2 separate regions of the Oryctolagus cuniculus genome follow, and region 1 is linked to region 2. The links are chromatin contacts, called in public Hi-C maps. All regions are on one chromosome and are shown on one strand. Each heading gives the region's core, a stretch centred on a gene start, on an enhancer-like site or on the middle of the called end of the contact. The rest is flanking DNA. Distances are from core to core; before and after follow the strand shown.

Evidence for each region. Hi-C and Micro-C count contacts between places; a contact is called where the count stands out from the background.
Region 1: a Hi-C map of psoas muscle shows a contact between it and region 2, with 8 times the contacts expected there. The contact joins the promoter of LOC127484098 here to the enhancer-like site in region 2. A contact is called at or near these places in 2 of 6 Hi-C or Micro-C datasets (psoas muscle and an unstated tissue).

Annotation. Positions count from the first base shown.
Region 1 is chr15:87,303,542-87,307,825 of mOryCun1.1, reverse strand. It overlaps LOC127484098 (zinc finger protein 157-like), which reads left to right and starts at 1,755. Exons shown (of 5, transcript XM_051823132.2): 1 at 1,755-2,155. The coding sequence starts at 2,078.
Region 2 is chr15:86,583,659-86,588,083 of mOryCun1.1, reverse strand. It overlaps the pseudogene LOC100337920. Among named protein-coding and RNA genes, the nearest start is that of ORYCUNV1R1512, 260 kb to the right of the region's middle. Within about 2 kb of position 1,818, at least 8 of the 8 cell types and tissues checked have an H3K27ac peak or open chromatin away from gene starts, as enhancers often do.

The sequences.
Region 1 (4,284 bases), core at 506-3,005, 720 kb before region 2:
GTTCTTTCCACACACAACACAGAAGATTGCTCAATAAATGCTTATTAAATAAATGAATGGAATGCCTTACATGGCAAGAGTGAACATTTGACCTGTTGGCCTGGATGGTTCCTGTTTATACACTTCAACCCTAATTGTGACAGTCTTCAAGTAGGTTTCTATTTACTTGTCTCCTCTACTAGGCAGTTCTTGGGAGTTACAACTCTTATTTGCTTGTTTCTATATCCTCACTTATTCATTGAACTAAGAGACTTACTCTGTCCAGATGCTGAGTTAATTTCAAGGCAAACGTGTTTCTTGGCCCCATGAAATTTTCAATTTGGCAAGAAAGAGCAATCTACCCAAAAAATGTTGCCTGACATAGTAAAGACTAGTGTGAAGTCAATGGATAAAGATTTAAGCATTCCTAATCCAGCAACAACTCTAATCCCATGAACTATAATTGACAGACGCAATCATAAACATAGAACTCCATGTTATCCATTTATCCATTTGCATTTCTACTTAAAAATTTTAAAAAATCATACATATATCTAAGATTGCATAATATATATGTATGCTATCTTGATATTAAACATAAGAAAAAATGAAAATGACCTTGGAATAATAGCAACTTTGAATTGCCTTTGTTTTTAAACAAGTTATAATCCTATGTTGTTCTCTACAGTGTAGATTATTGTTGTAGGTACTCTTGCTCTCTCTCATTTTTTTTAAAGATTTATTTATTTATTTGAAAGTAAGAGTTACACAGAGAGAAGGAGAGGGAGAGGGAGAGAGAGAGAGAGAGAGAGAGAGGTCTTTCATCTGCTGGTTCTCTCCCCAACTGGCTGTAATGGCTCAAGCTGTGCCCATCTGGAGCCAGGAGCCAGGAGCTTCTTCCAGGTCTCCCACATGGGTGCAGGGAGCCAAGGACTTGGGCCATCTTCTACTACTTTCCCAGACCATAGTAGAGAGCTGGGTCCGAAGTGGAGCAGCTGGCACTCAAAGCAGCGCCCACATGGGATGCCAGCACTGCAGGAGGCAGCTTTACTTGCTTCACCACTGCACCAGCCTCCCTCACTCTCACTTTTTTTCCTCAGATGACAAATCTGGGGTTTTAGAAACTGAGCCCCAAGACAAAAAAATTTCTTAGACCAGTATTATATTTTAGTTAGCCTTTAACCTAGACCTTTTAATGGTACTGCCGTGGGCAAATTCTAAACTCTTTGCACCTCAGTTTCCCCTTTGTGAACTTCTGATTATACTGTCCCCAGAATTAATCTAAGGTATAAATGCTATGAGGTAAGGCATTTAGTTCCTTAATCTTGCTCCTAGAAGATACTTAGCAATGTTAGTTCTGTATCCAGTTCCCTTCTTTGTTTCTATGCTTGAGGAATTAAAAGATGGTGTAAAATAATTTGAGAATTATAAACATCAATAAAACACAAATAAAAATTGTATTATCAAATCTGCATGTTAAGCTATACCCTCTACACCTCTGCTAAAAGGTATATTGCTTTCATAATAATTTTTTGAGAGAAGTTTCCAGGAACAATGCAACAAGTAAGATTTTTCTGGAAGAAGACAGAGGTTATGAAGGAGCCAGGATTTGGGATCAGTTACAGAAGTGAGTGCCATGCTTTAAGATTTTATTCAGGAAAGAACACCAACTGATCCTTGAGATTTTGGAGTGGGAAAGAAAAGGATGGATGTGAACAGAAGCGAATGCCCTCTGCTGGCCAGTATTTCTCCATCCACCCCACACTGAAGCCCTTGGGGATCGCCTTCTGGTCTCTAGAAATGCGCGGCCTGGACTCCATTTCCCAGAGTCACCAGGTGCTCTGACGTATTCTGCGTTCTAAATGCCTGTGCGTGTGGACGTGGGAGTACGTGCTTGCCAGTGCCTTCCCTCTGGTGCGGAGTTGAGAACAGGAAGTTCATTCGCGGATCGGAGTTAGCCAGAGAGGCCACGCTGCTCCTTCTGCCGCATTCACTGCGTTTCTTGCTCTGCCCGTACAATCCCAGGAAGTCTGCGGAAACACCCTGAGCCGCCACCCGCTGCTTCTGTGCCTCTTCATCTGCCGCCTGTGGGTCCCACATGCTGGGGACTTTTTCTGCTCCACACTCTCCGCTTTGTTCCCTGAAGAAGGGGGACGTGCTCCCAGGACTTTCCACGGCAAGTATGGAGAACAGAAGGGGGCACAGATGTGTGTGTGGGAGAGGGGTGGGCGAGAGGGCGGGTGGCGGCTCCGCCACGTGGCTCACTTACTTCTCAGTGATCCTGGTGGCTTCCCAAGGCATGGTCAGGGCTGGGACCTTGGCTCTCGTGTTTCCCACCGCCACTGCCCAGCTTCCCAGTGCCCAGCCGGTCCGCGTGTTACCTTGCTCAAATTTTCCTTAATGTGCTTTATTTGGTGGTTACAAAACCAAGAGCACCGGTCAGGGCAACTGCACAAGCAAGGCAGATACGAGCACGGGGTGGGGGGGTAGGGGGTTAGCAGTGAGGCTGCCAGTTCACTCTATTTAAATAAGCTCGGCTCCCACTTCCGGTGGGTCACAGAATGCCTTCTGGCTGCTGCTTCTGCGGGGCGGGGCTCAGCAGCCTTCAGAGGAGTGCGGGAGGCAGCAGGGGTGGGAAGGAGGGCAGAATAGGAGCTGCTCCATGGCCCCCATTCTGCACCTTATCCGGCCGTTGGATTTCCCATGGACACACCCAGCAGCTGTGGCCCTGCCTGCTGAGCTCTTCGCCAGAGGGTACAGCGTGAAGGGTGTTCAGTAACTTTGCGGATTGATCCTTCTTTCGTGTTTAGTTAACAGACTTTTCAGTCTGGAGTTTGAGGCCATAGAATCTTAGCTGATGATTTAATTGGCTGCTTTTCAATTTTTGTCGTCAGCCCTTCTTCCTTCTTCTGTTAGGAAGGATGTTAACTGTTATTGCCTGCCACTGACCCCTTTACAAAGTGAGAGTGAACTGTGTGGGTCAACAACTGAAGAAGCTATTTCAGTCTGGATTTGCATGAAGTGGAGAACTATAAAAACAAATACAGAAAAGTGGCACTTTCTCTGCTCAGTTCTTTAGTCACCCTGTGCTCCACCAAGCTGATTATCTTATAGTCCATACTTTAAAAAAAAAAAAAAAAAGATTTATTTATTTATCTGAAAGTCAGAGATACAGAGGGGCAGAAGCAGAGAGAGAAGGAGAGGTCTTCCATCTGCTGGTTCATTCCCCAAATACCTGCAATGGCCAGAGCTGGGCTGATCTGAAGCCAGGAGCCAGGAACAACTTCTGGGTCTCCCACTGGGTGCAGGGCCCAAGGACCTGGGCCATCGTCTGCTGCTTTCCCAGCCCATAGCAGAGAGCTAGATTGGAAGTGGGGTAGCTGGGACATAGAAGAAACTCCCCCCTCCCTTTGAAAAAAATTCACCTGGCACAGCCCATATGGGATGCCAGCACTGAAGGTGGCAGCTTTACTCACTCTGCCACAGTGCTGGACCCCACACTGAATTAATTAAGAAGTCCAGTTACTTGTCTTATTTTGGGTTCTGTGTTTAACTCATGACTTTTTTGACATAGGACGATATTAGTTCTACAATTTCATAAAGATCGTGGTCTGTGGAAGCATCTATACAAGTTGTTAACGTGAGGAGTGGTCAAAAAGAAGAGGGGAAAGAAAAAAAGTTCACCTCTCCCCGCAGAGAGATGTAGAGTAGAAGAAGTGACCTTGAAAACTATCGCTGAGTGAGTTTCAGTGTAATGCAGTTTTCACATGAATAACTGAGTGATTCCAGTGTCCTGATAGAATGTCATTGTCACCAGATTGCTAGTTTGTGAAATTCATTTAGCATAATCAGGTCATCTAGGAAGTAAACATAGAAAGTGATTTCTGGATAGAGGGTGTTAGGGTGACAGCATTTCTCCTCTCAACCCCAGTGTGTTGTTTTTGACCTTTTCTCCAGTGCCCTCCCTATCACAGTGCTTGTGAATGGACCATCAGCATTTTTGTGTTTCTGGTGGAAAGAGCCGCTTCACACCCATGAAACAACTGTAAGACCACTTTCTGAGCAACCATGTTGTTTGCCTGTTAATATGACTTGGAGAAAGCTGAGAACAGGATGCTTAGACTCATCAGGCTAACTGGCTGTCCTCATGGCTATAGGTTTCTTGCAGGTTTTATAAAATGTGTAAGAGAGAAGTATTTTGTGTGAGATACATAAGCTGGTAATGAAGTAACACCTTGACAGTAGGGACTCCCTTTTGGAGCATCTGAGACTCCATCTTGAGAAAGCACCCACCCCCAGCCATGA
Region 2 (4,425 bases), core at 569-3,068:
ATTCTAAGGAACAAAACTGTAAATATGTGTGGATGTGGTATTGGATAAAGTAGCTAGGTAACCTGGAGGTCACAAACCACAAGGCCTTGTCCCCATGTAATTCTATCCTAGCTGTTAGAACACCCCTTTCCCAGGATGCCTTTCTTCATCTGGGACTTGGGGACTGATTTCCATGTAAATATGTCTATTAAGCTCCACATCAAATTCTATGGAGGTGCATAAATCTCCCAGGTGACCATACTACCGCATAAAGGAGGTGCTGGGAGGTGTTCAAGCACCTGTCAGAGCCAAGGATGAGAGAAAGTCCCAAGCAGTGTGCGCTCTCCAATTCCCTTCCCAATGCCTTCTCTCTTGGGCCTACTCTCACTCTGTGTGTGTGTGTGTGTGTGTGTGTGTGTGTGTGTGTGGTGGGGAGTGGCTTTCTTACCTTTCGAATAAACTTTACCACTGTGTGGCAGCATGTATGTCCCTGTACTAAAAATGCTTTTTAAGTAAAAGCCAAGGATTTGGATTAAAATTGGACCCCATGTTTCCCAGATCAGATGACACTATTATATGCAGAGATAATCCAGTATAATCTAGTAGCTAATATAAAAAGCGATGAGAATTAAGGAAGATTATTGATTATAAGATCAACATATTCCATCAAGTAGGTTGCTATGTGCCAGCAAGAAACAAAACAATTTTAAAGGACAAAACATAGACTAGGAAAAATATTTATAAGGGACATTATATAAACGAATTATTTTGTTATGTCTTTTAATAAATATTTTTAAAAACTACAAATGATCAGATAGAAAAATAAGTGAGGACTATGGAGATATAAAGGCATAAAGTTCAGTAAATTTTTAGTAAATTAGATGATCCCACAGGATCCTGGACGCCTGAGGAATGAGCGCATACGGTGACACTGTCAGAGGGTGGACAGCGCCCCCTGCTGTCAGAGCAGCTGTACTCTGAAGGAGAAGGCAGCTTCAGCCCTGAGCCCAAGCCTCTCCTCTCTTCACGAACAAAAAGAGGTACCACCTCCCTGCTACGGGGCTCCTGATTGGCTGCCGTTCTCTGACGGTCTGCGTGCTCCGCGGCGGAGCGAACTGTCCCTGCTACGGGGCTCCTGATTGGCTGCCGGTCTCTGACGGTCTGCGTGCTCCGCGGCGGAGCGAACTGTCCCTGCTACGGGGCTCCTGATTGGCTGCCGGTCTCTGGCGGTCTGCGTGCTGCGCGGCTGAGCGAACTGTCCCTGCTACGGAGCTCCTGATTGGCTGCCATTCTCTGGCGGTCTGCGTGCTGCGCGGCTGAGCGAACTGTCCCTGCTACGGGGCTCCTGATTGGCTGCCGGTCTCCGGCGGTCTGCGTGCTGCGCGGCTGAGCGAACTGTCCCTGCTACGGGGTTCCTGATTGGCTGCCGGTCCCTCCGCGGCGGAGCGAACTGTCCCTGCTACGGGGCTCCTGATTGGCTGCCGGTCTCTGGCGGTCTGCGTGCTGCGCGGCTGAGCGAACTGTCCCGTGCGGTGTGTCGCGGCAGCACTGCAGGACTAGGCGGGAACTTCCTCCCTGGCGTCCCCGTACTGGCTGCCCGGTCTGCTGCCGGGACAGGCGGAGGAGCCCCAGCGTCGGCTGCTGCGTGACCGCTTCTCCACGGCGTTCCTCACAGGGACCTCCCGGAACAGCGACTGCCGGGAAACTGTGAGTGTGCGGGACTAACTCCGTTTACCCGCAGGGTGGGAACTGGGGGGACACGAGCCTCAGGCCGTTTTAGTTCCCTGCCTGGACACAGCCTTGGGACCTTTTGGGTTCCTTGTTTACGTGGCTGAGAGCCGAGTCCCGCCTCGCGGGACTTCCAGCCTCGTACGTTGTTTCTGAACCAGCTCAGCCATCGCCCGCCAAGTTCGAAAAGCCCCCGCCCGCAAAGGCCTGCGCAACCGCGCTCAGCCGGCCGAACCCCCGTGACCCTCGCGGCCCTGACCGTGCGGGTCCCGCCCGCGAGAGAACTCGCTCTCTGCCGCCTGCTCGCCCTGCGCGCACGCAGGAGTGAGCTCCTCTCGGCTTGCTTTCCTAAACCTGTCCTCGCTGTGAGTTTGTGCTCCGTCTCCCCTTTGTCCTGCATTTGTGCACGTCGTACATCCCAGGCTTCCAGCGTGTGCCTGCACGCAGTGACTTCAGCGCAGCCAGGGGACACTCTCTGGGAAGCCCCGCACCTGCAGCCCCGGGCCTCGCCCGTTTGTGTGGTGAGGGGAATCCGGACTGCGTGTCTGCCATTCATGTGGGCAGGAGCTGTGGCCTGCAGGGTCCTGTCTCCTATCCCTAGGTGTGACATATAAGAAGCGGAGTTCATGTACACCACCTGGTCCTCTCAGTACGTGGATCTGAGTACTTTTTCCCTAATAGCAGAATGCCACACACTGCACAGGCTATAAAATGATTTGTTGGCTCAAGGCTCTGGTTCAAGGTTGAGGAGCAGCGTTTGATGATGTCCTTCTTGTTGGCAGAATCTTGAGGTGACACATGAACCATGTGGACAAATAAAGGGAGTGCAAGAAAGACCAATCTGCTTTCATAGCAGACCTCTTGGAGAGCATCCATTACCATATGAATCAAGTGATCCAATTCTTATCCCTACTTATAAGGTCCCATGTGTTCCCACTTCCTTTTTTTTTAAGTTTATTTATATATTTGAATGTTAGAGTTACAGAGAGACAGAGAGGGACAGAGAGACAGAGATCTTACATTTGCTTGCACACTCCAGAGATGGCTGCAAGGGCCAGTTTTGAGCCAGGCTGGAGCCAGGAGCCAGGAGCATCTTCTGGTTCTCTCATGGAGATGGCATGGGCCCAAATACTTGAGCTGATAGCAAGGAACTGGATTGGAAGTGAAGCAGCCAGGACTGGAATAGAGACCTATATGGGATGCCAGCATTGCAGGTAGTGGCTTTACTTGCTATGCCACAACACTGGTCCCTAGTGCCACTTCTTAGTATTTTGCAATTGGAATTAATTTTCCCCATGAGTTTCAGAGGGAAGAAATTTACTTCCAATCCATAGCACTAAACCTGGTAATAAATCCATAAATGTTTAGAAATCTCCCCAGATTGTCAAATGCCAACTTTTACCCTCAAATTTATAACACTATCATCTATTTCTCCTGTGATAAATTTCATGGAGCTTCAGTAATTTAATTTTGAGAGACAAAACTTTGAAGTTTAGTTTTCTGTTTGTAAATATTTTCCATGAGAGAAAAGCAGAGAATTTCTACTTGATCTAGTATAAAAATTTTTCATGCTCGGTGGCTGTTTAGTGCAGCAGTTAAAACACTTGAGTTGCCCGCATCCCAAATCAGAGTGCCTAGGTTTGAACTCAACTCAGCTGCTCATTCCAGATTCCTGCTAATGCATACTCTGGGAGGCAGTAAGTGATGATTTGAGTACTTGGGTCCCTCCAACCTTCATAGAATCCCAGGCTGAGTTCTAGATTTCTGGCTTCAGCTTGGCTCAGCCCTGAATGTTGCTGGCATTTAAGGAGTGAATTATTGGGTGGAAGATGTCTCTTACTTTCTCAGTGTTATTGTCTCAAATAAATAATTTTAAGACAACCTTTTTAAAAAGCTGAGAGCTGGGAACTCAATCCAGGTCTCCAAATGTCTCAAGGGTCCCAACTGCTTGGTCTCATTGCCTTCTGGATAACATGTTCCCAGGGTGTGAATTAGCAGGAGGCTGGAATTGAATCAGGAATGGAACTGGCACTCAAATCCAGACACTGTGAGATATGGGCATCCCAGCAGCATCTTAACAAGGCCAAATGCCCCCACCCCCTTCTTTCTTTCTTTTTTTTTAAGATTTATTTTATTTATTTGAAAGACAGAGTTACAGAGAGAGGCAGAGACAGAGAGAGAGGTCTTCCATCCACTGTTTCACTCCCCAGATAAGCGCAATGGCCAGAGCTGCCCCACTCCAAACACAGGAGCCAGGAGCTTCTTCTGGGTCCCCCATGTGGGTGCAGGGGCCCAAGGACTTGGGCCATCCTCTACTGCTATCCTAGGCCATAGCAGAGAGCTGGATCAGAAGTGGAGCAGCTGAGACTAGAACCAGCACCCATATGGGGTGCTGGCACTTCAGGCCAGGGCTTTAACCCGCTGTGCCACAGCACCATCCCCCCTTCTTTTAGAGGTGATAAAGTGTTCTAAATTGGCAAAGGAGATGGTTATCCTTAACTGCAAAACAGTCACTTGCATGGTGAGTTATATTTATAACTCATTTATGCTATTGAAGAATGTTATATGATTTCTGACAAATTTTAAAGCATGTATTAGAGTACTTCAGATTTTTGTGTAATATTTTATATTGTTGTACTGCACACTTAAATTCACATAAAGTGGGTCTTTCCTTCTATAGACTGTGTTGCATATTTATGCAGAAATATAGATATAATT